2 separate regions of the Ovis aries genome follow, and region 2 is linked to region 1. The links are chromatin contacts, called in public Hi-C maps. All regions are on one chromosome and are shown on one strand. The core of a region is the stretch at or near the end of the contact, and the rest is flanking DNA. Distances in the headings are between cores, read along the strand shown.

Region 1 (6,110 bases), core at 1,307-3,806:
CTGGCTTGGAGAATTTTGAGCATTACTTTACTAGCGTGTAAGATGGGTGCAATTGTGAGGTAGTTTGAGCACTCTTTGGCATTGCCTTTCTTTGGGATTGGAATGAAAACGGACCTTTTCCAGTCCTGTGGCCACTGCTGAGTTTTCCAAATTTGCTGGCAGATTGAGTGCAGCACTTTCACAGCATCATCTTTCAGGATTTGAAATAGCTCAACTGGAATTCCATCACCTCCACTAGCTTTGTTCATAGTGATGTTTTCTAAGGCCCACTTGACTTCACATTCCAAGATGCCTGGCTCTAGATTAGTGATCACATCATCATGACTATCTGGGTCGTGAAGATCTTTTTTGTACAGTTCTTCCGTGTATTCTTGCCACCTCTTCTTAATATCTTCTGCTTCTGTTAGGTCCATACCATTTCTGTCCTTTATTGAGTCCATCTTTGCGTGAAATGTTCCCTTGGTATCTCTAATTTTCTTGAAGAGATCTCTAGTCTTTCCCATTCTGTTGTTTTCCTCTATTTCTTTGCATTGATTGCTGAAGAAGGCTTTCTTATCTCTCCTTGCTATTCTCTGGAACTCTCTATTCAGATGCTTATATCTTTCCTTTTCTCCTTTGCTTTTTACCTCTCTTCACAGCTATTTGTAAGGCCTCCTCAGACAGCCATTTTGCTTTTTTGCATTTCTTTTCCATGGAGATGGTCTTGATCCCTGTCTCCTGTACAATGTCATGAACCTCATTCCATAGTTCATCAGGCACTCTATCTATCAGATCTAGGCCCTTAAATCTATTTCTCATTTCCACTGTATAATCATAAGGGATTTGATTTAGGTCATACCTGAATGGTCTAGCGGTTTTCCTATTTTCTTCAATTTGAGTCTGAATTTGGTAATAAGGAGTTCATGATCTGAGCCACAGTCAGCTCCTGGTCTTGTTTTTGTTGACTGTATAGAGCTTCTCCATCTTTGGCTGCAAAGAATATAATCAATCTGATTTCGGTGTTGACCATCTGGTGATGTCCATGTGTAGAGTCTTCTCTTGTGTTGTTGGAAGAGGGTGTTTGCTATGACCAGTGCATTGTCTTGGCAAAACTCCATTAGTCTTTGCCCTGCTTCATTCCGCATTCCAAGGCCAAATTTGCCTGTTACTCCAGGTGTTTCTTGACTTCCTACTTTTGCATTCCATTCCCCTATAATGAAAAGGACATCTTTTTTGGCAGTTAGTTCTAAAAGGTCTTGTAGGTCTTCATAGAACCGTTCAAATTCAGCTTCTTCAGGATTACTGGTTGGGGCATAGACTTGGATAACTGTGATATTGAATGGTTTTTCCTGTGGTCATGTATGGATGTGAGAGTTGGACTGTGAAGAAGGTTGAGTGCCGAAGAATTGATGCTTTTGAACTGTGGTGTTGGAGAAGACTCTTGAGAGTCCCTTAGACTGCAAGGAGATACAACCAGTCCATTCTGAAGGAGATCAGCCCTGGGATTTCTTTGGAAGGAATGATGCTAAAGCTGAAACTCCAGTACTTTGGCCACTTCATGCGAAGTGTTGACTCATTGGAAAAGACTCTGATGCTGGGAGAGATTGGGGGCAGGAGGAGAAGGGGACGACCGAGTATGAGATGGCTGGATGGCATCACTGACTCGATGGACGTGAGTCTGAGTGAACTCCGGGAGTTGGTGATGGAGAGGGAGGCCTGGCGTGCTGTGATTCATGAGGTCGCAAAGAGTCTGACACGACTGAGCGACTGAACTGAGCTGAACTGAACTGATCTAAACCAGTGGTTTATTACAGGGATAATTGTGCACCCTCAGGGAACATTTGGCAACGTTTAGAGACATTTTTAGTTGTCATGATTGTGGGAGTGCTGAGTGAGTGAGTGAGCAAAAGTCACTCAGTTGTGTCTGACTCTTTGCGACCCCATGGACTTTACAGTCCATGGAATTCTCCAGGCCAGAGTACTGGAGTGGATAGCCATTCCCTTCTCCAGGAGATCTTCCAAACCCAGGGATCGAACCCAGGTCTCAGGCATTGCAGGCAGATTCTTTACCAGCTGAGCCACCAGGAAATGCTACTGGCATCTAATGGTCAGGGAGGCTGCCAAACATCTGACAATACACAGATCAACCCCCTACAACAAAGAATTTTCTGGTCCAGAATGTCAGTAGTGCCCAGAGCTGAGAAAATCTGGTCTATATGGTGTTGGCACCTCAGCTCTAAGTTCAACTGTAAATGGTGAAATCAAGGGCCACAGTGTAAGACACATAGTAGGTACTCAATGAATGTTTGATAACCACATGAATGAGTGAATGATCAAATGAATGATCATATTTTACGTTTGTAATTTGGCCAAGTGCCTGGTACAGGCCTGTGTTAGAATGGCTGTTCATAAATGGTTATTGACTCACTTCTCTAAATGTCCCCGCTGAAGAGCACCTGGGCAGCAGCTGGGAACGACATCTTCCTGGCTGGGAGCCAAGATGGCCTCACAGCACCGGTTTGGGGTTACAATCAATTGCTGTGGGCAGCCACAGAGTGACAGAGCTGACAGTGTTTCTCCACATAGTGATGGATTCATTGCTTTCTCTCCTGCCCTTCTTTTCTCAGACTCTCTGCAGAGAAGGGTTTATAAGGCTGAGCTGAGAGCTTGTGGATTCAGCTCTTTAGGAAAAGGAGGAAAAAATGAACCTGGACTAAGGATTATTGTTCATATATTTGAGGATCAAGAGCCAGTCAGAATTAGAGACAGGGATGGAGGGGAGGGGGCTTCCCAGGTGGCTTAATGGAAAAGAATCCACCTGCTAAGGCAGGAGACTCAGGTTCCACCTCTGGGTTGGAAAGATCCCCTGGAGAAGGAAATGGCAACCCACTCGAGTGTTCTTGCCTGGGAAATCACATGGACAGAGGAGCCTGGCAGGATACAGTCCATGGGATTGCAAAAAGAATCAGATATGACTTAGTGACTAAACAACAACAACATAGAAGGTTGGGGGAGCAGGACTCTGCTTCATCACTACACTTCTTCTAATTCATTTATAAAACAAATATTTAATGAGTGTCAGCAACTCTTTGGGGGTTTATGTGAGTTAACTAAAGAGATCAAAATCCTTCCTCTGTTGAAGTTTATATTCTAAAGAAACAGGCTGAACAGTAGACCCTAATATAGTGTGTGTGTGATTTTCCTATGGAGAAAATTCAAACGAGGAAGGGAGATAAGATGTATTGAGGGATGAACTTAACACAACCTCTATCTAGTTCCAAAACATATTCTTTTTAAATGTTATTTATTTACATATTTATTTGGCTATACCAGGTCTTAGTTGCAGCACGTAAGGTCTTTAGTTGTGGCATGCGAACTTTTGATCTAGTTCCCTGACCAGGGATTGAATCCTGGCCCCTTGCTTTGGGAGCATGAAATCTTAGTCACTGGACCACCAGGGAAGTCCCCCTGTATTGCTGGGTCGTATATTTAATTTTTTGAAGAACCACCAAACTGTTTTCTCCAGTAGCTGCACCGTTTTACATTCCCACCAGCAATGTCTGAGGGCTCTAATTTCTCCACAATGCCAACACTTGTAATTTTCCATTTTGTAAATAACAGTGATCCTAGTGGTATGAAGTGGTATCTTATGTGGCTTTGATTTGCATTTCCCTAATGCAGATTATTAGGTGTTGAGCCTTTTTTCATGTGCTTATTGGCCATTTTTATGTCTTCTTGGAGAAACATCAAGTCTTCTGCCCACTATTTGAATTGGGTTTTCTGTCTTTTGTCATTGAGATGCAAGATTTGAGGGTGAATTTTTAAATAGGGCAGTCGAGAAAGGCCTCCCTTAGGAAGATGACATTGTTTTTTTTAAAACGATATTTATTCATTTGGCAGCACTGGGTCTTAGCTGCATCATGCGGGATCTTTGATCTTCATTGCAGCATGTAGGATCTTTAGTTATGGCTGGCGAACTCTTAGTTCCACGACCAGGGATTGAACCTTAGCCACCTGCATTGGGAGTGGGAAGTCTTAGCCACTCACTGGATCACCAGAGAAGTCCAGAAGTGTTACCAGAAGAGTGTGCGGGGTCCAGCTGCTCGCCCCTCAAAAGCCAATAACCAGGCCAGGATGGTGAAAAGGAAAGTTTGCTTTATTTCAGATGCCAGCAACTGGGTGGAGGGGAGGGCAGACATCTGTCCAAAGGCCAACTCCCTCCCCTTACACTGAGAACCAGTGGGGTAAGAGCTTTTATAGACAGAAGGATGGGCCTACCTGTAGAAACAGTACAGTCACCTCTTACAGTCATCTTCAAACAGGTCACTGGGGTATGACCAGCATCATCTTGATTGTTTTAGACACAGTTAATCTTCAATTCCAGGGTCCATTTGTTCCCATTTCTTTGAGGCTAATTCTCAGAATTGTGGCAGCTTATGTCGTGGGTACAATCTGGTTATCATATAGTTAACTTCTTCACCCTGGTGTTCTAGTAGATGTAAGACAGGTCACAGGACGGGACTCAGAATATTATCTATAGCCCTTGAGAAAGAACTAAAGGTCCTTGGCTATGTTTAATGACTACATTATTATTTTTTGGTCTCCGTTGTTTTCCTTTGTTTCTGTATTTCTCATTTCTCTAATTAAACTTATTCATTGACTAAAGTTTTCTACAGACAAAAGGCAGACAGAGGACATGGGGTGGTGGGGGGTGGGGCGGGAAGGACCACAGGGTCCTGTTCCATTTTAGAAGATGACTTTAAAACAATTTTTATTTATTTAGTTTTGGCTGTGCTGGGTCTTTGTTGCTGTGCTCAGGCTACTCTCTAGTTGTGATGTGCGGGCTTCTCGTTGTGGTGGCTTCTCTTGTTGCAAAGCACAGACTCTAGAGTGCAGCCTCAGTAGTTGGGGCTCCGAGGCTTAGCTGCCTGAACGCATGTGGAAGCTTCCTGGACCAGGGGTCAAACCCATGTTCCCTGCATTGGCAAGTGGATTCTCAACCACTGGACCACGAGGGAAATCCAGAAGATGACCAAGTGAAGACCTTAGGAGGTGAGGGAGCAAACCCTCTGGATGCCTGGGAAGAGCATTGCACACAGAGGGAACAGTGAGTGCAAATGCCATGAGGAAAGTCATTTTCACTTGTCTTTAATTCTATTTTCCTGTCTGTCAATGGAGAAAAATAAGACCATGAAGATAATATCACATAAAATATTGGCAAATTATCAACACCTGGGCTTACTCACACTTTAATAAGGTACAGCTAACCCTTCAGTGGGGGCTTCCTAGGTGGCTCAGTGGGTAAAGAACCTGCCTGCAATGATGCAGGAGATGCCGGAGATATAGGTTCAATTCCTGGGTTGGGACCATCCCCTGGAGAAGGGCATGGCAAACTACTTCAGTACTCTTACCTGGAGAATCCCATGGACAGAGGAGCCTGGCAGGCTACTGTCCATAGATCTCAAAGAGTTGGATGTGACTGAACACAGCACAGCACACAGCCCTTCAATAACACAGGAGTTAGAGGCACCAACCCTGTGCATAGCTGAAAATCCCAGTGTAACTTATAGTCAACTCTCCATATCTGTGGTTCATCCACATCTGCAGGTTCAATCAACGACAGTATTCACTATTGAACAAAGTCCTCATGGAAGTGGGTGAGGGCAGTTCAAACCTATTCAAGGGTCAACTATACTTCTCAGAGCTTCAATCTGTTCACTTGTAAAACAGGAATGATAATTGCTATCTACTGCACAGTGTTCTTTCAAGAATCAAATGAAATAATATACCCAGTTAGGGCCTGGCACACAGTCATGCTCGTAAATGGGTTTGAACCTAGATCAGGAGGACTTCAAATCCTGAAGCCTCCAGGTATAAAATGATTTCTAGGAGAGTCTGAGGGGTTTCGTGGCTGGAGGTCTGCAGTCGAGCCGGACACAGACTACCATATACCCTCCTCTGTGCTCCTTTTGTTTTTAAGAATGTGATTTGTTTATATACTAACACCAGTCAGGGGGATTAGAGTCTGAATGCTAGCTTTTACCAAGGGACTTTAGGCAAATTTCTTAATCTCTTTGAACTCAATTTTCTCATTTGTGCCTCAATATTGTTGACAGAATTGAAGAGCATAT
Region 2 (6,110 bases), core at 2,586-5,085, 120 kb after region 1:
TCCCCTTCTTTTCTATTTTTCTGTTCTTTTTAGCTTCAGGTTGTCTTAGATCTATGGTAAATTTAATTAACTTTTATCATCTTAGCTTTCATATATCATCTGGTTTAGCTATTATTTATCAGATGTACAAAGCATACCATATTCTTCTGATTAGAGCAGTAGAAGTAAATCCCTATATGATATTTAATTATTCTTTTTTTTTTTTTTTTAATGCTAGAAACTCCGGGAAAAACAAAAAGCTGTACGAGAAAGTCATGGTCCAAATATGAAACAAGCAAAAATGTGGCATGATTTTGAACAATTGATGGAATGTAAGAAACAGTGCTTTCTGAAACAACAAACCCAAACTTCCATTGGTCAGGTAATTCAGGAGGGAGGAGAGGACCGGCTGATACTCTGAGTTCATTTGCCATTGTTAGGGGCGTTAGTTGATGCTGCTAGCTATAAGCAAAATCCCACGGTGTATTTCTTTTTTTTTTTTTAAGTGATTTGTTCAACATTTTGCTTTCAGATTAGCCATTCTCTATTAAGTTTTCATGGAAAATAATGCTAAGGTAGATTTAGGTTTTAAAAGTTTCTAATATGAAAAAGAGGCTTTTATTATTTCGCTTAGTTTATACATCAGTGGCGTCTTCTGTTTTATAAGACAAGAGACTGAGTTTACTATCTGTAAATGTAAACACATGTCCATTAAGAAACATGTAAGTTTTTGTTTGAACATAATAACCCAGTGGCTTAATGTTTTTCTTAATCTTTTTTTAACTTTAGAGAAATCTTTTAGGAACTAATATCTCTTGTTTTGAAGAAACGTTTATCTGAAGTTCAGCAATTCCTACAGTTTCACTTCAGTTTCTTTTTCTTCTGTACAATTCAAGAACATTTAATATTTTGAATCACATATTTGTTCTATTTGTATTGTTTAAAGGCAAATAAAACTTGGTGCACATATCATGGCTATTTAAAATTTATATAGTATAAATTTTAATATTTTTAAAGTAAGTATTCATGTATAGTACTGTACTAAATTTAAGATTATTGCTTATTTTCACCAAAAATCTAACACAGTAGGTTCTGGGCATTATTATTTTAAATATAAGAAACTGTCAAAGTGCCTCCAATCTCTGCTTCATTTGGACAAGGTATCTGAAGATGTCTTTAATTTTTCCTTAAAGATACTAAATTCATATGCCACCCTTTACTTCATTTCAGTTTCAATATACTTTTCAAATTTTCTTTATTTTAGACTTGAAAACTCAGATTTCAAATGGTTAGCATGTCCTTCTTGGGTTCGTTCTTCTTAGCTTTCCTGGAGAAAACAAAGCAAAAACATTTTGATGAAAAAAATTGTTTCCACCCTTGCAAAATATACAAACTTGATTAATGGCCTTGGGTGTCTGTTCCCAAATGTGTCCTACCCTTTTTTTGTCTTTCTTGATAATTAGAGAATTTCATTAGCATGGAAATTACTTACATTTCTAGGAGCTATCACCAGAATAGATAGGATCCATCCGAGTATGGAAGAACTTACCAGGAAAGTATAGAAAGAAACTTCTTTTAACATATTGTAAGAAGAAAAAAGAGAAGTATTTCAGTGTTATTAAGTGCTTTGGATCTGGTCCTCAGCTTACTTTAACTACTTATTTGGACAAATATCAGTTATCAGAATTCTCACTTGGCCCTTAGATCAACTATTGGATCAACCATGTACTAAAAGAGCAAAGACTGTGTTCAGTGTGTGGAAACAAACCCTTACTAATTCAATAATCAGTTTTTGGACATTGTATTTGTTCAGAGTTGGCTACTGGCTTGTTATTTTTAAGCCAGTAGTAAGTGATGTTCCTTTTAGAGTATGAATTCCTTTAAAAATATTTGAAAAAGACTAGATGCCCTTCCCAGAAACAGCATTTTATTCCCCAAAGAAATGCCAATTTGTAAGACTATTAAGCCTAGTGACTAGTTTTTTCAGTCTTTGCTATCTTTGGTGCTCTTAATTTTTTAAATTGTTAGCAAGAGATACGTCAAGGAATGCTTATAATTCTGATTTGATTACTGCTTGCTTTCATTCCACACAGAAAGAGTTATGTGGATTAAACACTAAGGCAGCTCCAAAATTATTTTATTCACTGAAGCAGAACATCATTACTACTTCAAGAAAAGCAAATTGAAAAAAAGGCCTAAAAGTGCAAAGCTATTTATAGTTTTTATGTAACATTGGACATTTAGTAACATAGCTTAATGGGTTTTATACAGTGACTTTCCACTCATTTTATGATTTGATTGGAACAGTAAAAAGCTTTGACTAACTCTGACAGTTTTTGACAGGTGGCACTTACAAAAGAAGAGCTGATTACGTTTTTCCTTCAGGATTGATACTTTAGCTGGCTAATTGATGAGAATGCCTAATCATTTTGGAAAATAATCTCGTCTTCCACATGATGACCCAAATTAAGGAAAAAAATGTAGCCTGTGAAATCTACTTCTTTGTTCACAGATTTTTCTCCTACTAGGACCCAGTATTGCCAGCTGTTGCATGGGACTGACTAAACCATAAATTTCAAAAAGCCACTGCCTATCTTGTTTCCTGTATTAGTTAAGGAAAAATACAACTTTAAAGGTTGTCCTTTAAGAAGAATTTTATAATATAATGTCTTTTCTGTTATAAATCTGTTAATAACTGAATCTAAGGTCATGTGTTTTCCAGGTCTAGAAAGTGTTAGCAGAGTTACCTTAGAGCATTGTTCAGAGGCATATGGAAATTAAACCAACTCTCAGGAAATTGTAGAATATTTAACTTTGTTCTTTAGATTAATATTTTATATCATATTGCTTTAATGCAGTGGACAGCAGCAATGAAAGAAACCATTTCATTAAACTATCATGTAATTAGTTTATATAACATACATAATTTGGGGGGAAAATTTTTAAGCTCTGTGAATTTTCTAGGTGTCTTTCTTAAATTTTTAGGCTAAACATGATACAGAGTACTTTTTGGTAATTTGAGTAAGAGACTGAATATGTTCCTTAAACTAAAAATACTAAAAATATATGTACAAATGGGGAAATTGCCAAAGCTGCATTTACAAAAGCAGCAATCAAATTTGTATTGAAAAAATGACTTTGTAGGGATATGATATATAGAAACCTCCTTGTCTTACACAGGCTTTCACCCAGTATTAGTGACTAATGAGTGTGAATCCAAGACTTGTTTCTACAAAAGGTTCTAGGAGCTTACATCATTCCTCTTGCTTGGCACCAAGGAGTGTTTAGCCTTAGGGAGTGAGTAACAGCACCCTGATGATTAACTTTCATTAAACTTGGTTATTTCAATAACTTCTCCATTATTGTAGTAAAGGTGAGATCTAGATTATATATACAATGAATCCTTCTCTTTTAAACAATCCATGGCAGCCAGGAGAGAAAGTTGTACTTTTATTGAATATGTGATTGCTTCCCTACTCAGGAGAACTGCTGGCCTGAGCTCCTCCTTCCTTTCTTTTTAATGAGAGCAGTTTAGTTAGAGCAATTTGATGTGTGGCAGCCAGGCATAAGGTGAATGTTTTGTCTGGGGAAGATAGAGAGAGATCGTTTAAAGTTATGTGTCTATTTTCAATCTTGGACCTTTCTGTCTTAAGATAGTCTTAAAAAGAAAATATTGTCTGTAACTGTCATTTAGTTTCATCCAATCCTTGCAAAAGAAATAAAAAACTAAAAAACTAAATCCAAACAAACATTTTTTTTTTTAAGACTTGGACAAATGTGTTTTCTGCTCCCATGCTCCCTCTTTTGGCAAACTGTAAGTACTGTCTCAGCAAACAGCGATAATTTCACAATTTCCTCTCTAGAATTGCTGAGAGACTTGAGTCACCAAACGTGGTTCACTGCTGTGGAAATGCATTGTTCAGAAGACAGAAAGAAATTTAAGCTTTCTGCTCTTCTGTGACAGTATTTGTTTCCGCCTCAGTTCAGAGTATGAACTGCAGGTTCTTGGCAAGACTGCCGCTTAACATTGCATGTGAGAACCTGGTGAATAGGCAGAGAATTTTGGAGCTTGAAAGGAACCTCAGAATGATTCATATGGTCATTCATTAAATTGGGACCTTTGAGGGATCTCTTTCAGCCTCTCTCAGTGCAGAAATCAGGACAGGAGTGCTTGTGGCAAATGGCTTTCCAGCCTCAGTAGAGTAACCACAATGCAGTTCACTCCTCATGAGGGAGCCGGTCCCATTGTTAAAGAGCAAAGACTGATTGGTTTATTGGTTCTAGAAGCAAAGCCAACTTACAGAGGAAGGGAAATTTCGTTAAACAGCAGTTCGGCAAAGCCAGATTGAACAAATTTTGCTCCCTGAAAAAAATTTTACTTCAGGGGAGTAATATTATTGTGGTTATTATAATAATCAGAATCGTGGGAAAGATGAAAATAATAATATGCTAGCAGCTAGTCCATTAGTAAGCACTGATTATGTACCAGACACCGTCCTAAGTCCTTTATGTGTATGAACTAGTGTAACTCTCAAAATAACCCTATGAGATGGATACCATTATCCTCGCTTTATAAATGGAGAAACTGAGGCACAGAAAGGCTTTTACAGTATTACACAGCTAATAACTGTAACAGGTGGAGCCAGGGTCCAAAACCTGTGCTCTTAACTATGTGCTGTCCTGCAATGTGACCCATAGTTGTATATATCCATAAAGGTTGCTGTCCATTTATGAACTGCAGTATACGTGAAATTATTTTTTTTGCATTTATAATGCATTTTCAATAATATATTTCCTTAACTATAGCTGAAAAAAAAACTTCACTGCTTTACTAAATGATTAAAAATAAACTCTGCTGGGACTTAACCTGGCGGTCCAGTGGTTAAGAATCCACCTGCCAGTGCAGGGGACATGGGTTCTATCCGTGCTCCAGGAAAATCCCACATGCCTTGTGGCAACTAAGCCCATGCACCAACAACTATGGCACACAAATCGCAACTACTGAGCCTGTGTACAGCAACAAAGACTCAGCACAGCCAAAAATAAATAAAATAAATCAATAAATATTTTAAAGTGAATAAACTCTACCAACCAGATGAGGGAATTATAGTAAAAATGATTGTCGAGTAAATGCATAAAAGAAGTGAGTAATAGGTTTAGGTAAAGAGAGAGTAGAAACTTTATAGGTTATAATTTAAAACTTTCTCCATGAAGAGTTTCAGTTGGGATGATGAAAAAGTTCTGGAGGTAGATGGTGGTGAAAAAGAAAAAAAAAAAAACTTTCTCTGTGAAAGTCTTAAACTCATATATGTCTCCTGTTGCTGGACATTTAGATTGATTCCAGTTTTTTACTTTACAAACAATGCTACCATCAAACTTAAAGGTTGAAATAAGATAAAATATTAAGCAGAACCACAAAATTTATTTAGTCAAATCCAGAATTCATTGAATAGTTTTATGGACTTTTCTCACCTTCATCTGTGAAAATGCCAAGGCTAAACCAAAGATATTAACAAGCTGTTACTTGATTAACTGGAGAATAAAATTGTAAGTTCATTCATTTATTTATATGTGAATATTTATTGAATATCTTCTGCATGCCTGACACTGTGCTACATGCTAAAATAGAAAGTGAACATGACCTGGTTTTTTCTCTCAAAGAGCACACAGTCTAGAAGATTCTAACATTAAGCAGCAAAAAGAAAAGTTTTTTTAAATGTATAAAACAAGGAGCTCAGAGGAAGAAACAGTTAATTTTGACATGGGGGATTGGAGAAAGATTAATGGAAGAGGTGGGACTTGAGCTGGATTTATAAGAATGAATTAAGATTTTGATAGTGTAAGACAAGTGGAAGACATAAAGGCATTTAAGTACATGACATGTTCAGGAAATGGCAAGTCTAGAATGGCTCAATAAGTTACCTAGTTGTGTGAGGCCAGGGTAAGGAGTTCCTAATATGGGCTAAGCTCGTGTGCTCTGTAATTTGACATGCTGGGCACTCAGCTGGACTCCATGAAAAGGTACAGTAAAAGGATAAGACATGGCCCCTGTCATTAGCCAGACTAACAATACAATACAGCAAATACATTGAATCCTAAAACCTAGTGCTAAATTTTGTGTGCTGTAGAAG

The links. Hi-C and Micro-C count contacts between places; a contact is called where the count stands out from the background.
Region 2: a contact with region 1 is called in a Hi-C map of omental adipose tissue, with 2.1 times the contacts expected there. The contact joins two enhancer-like sites. A contact is called at or near these places in 11 of 16 Hi-C or Micro-C datasets (blood, hypothalamus, liver and 6 more).

The regions. Positions count from the first base shown.
Region 1 is chr17:54,075,340-54,081,449 of ARS-UI_Ramb_v3.0, forward strand. No RefSeq gene overlaps it. Among named protein-coding and RNA genes, the nearest start is that of P2RX7, 17 kb to the left of the region's middle. Within about 2 kb of position 2,557, at least 5 of the 54 cell types and tissues checked have an H3K27ac peak or open chromatin away from gene starts, as enhancers often do.
Region 2 is chr17:54,196,911-54,203,020 of ARS-UI_Ramb_v3.0, forward strand. IFT81 (intraflagellar transport 81) reads left to right here. Exons shown (of 18, transcript XM_027956497.2): 18 at 218-3,718. The coding sequence ends at 400. Among named protein-coding and RNA genes, the nearest start is that of ATP2A2, 48 kb to the right of the region's middle. Within about 2 kb of position 3,836, at least 14 of the 54 cell types and tissues checked have an H3K27ac peak or open chromatin away from gene starts, as enhancers often do.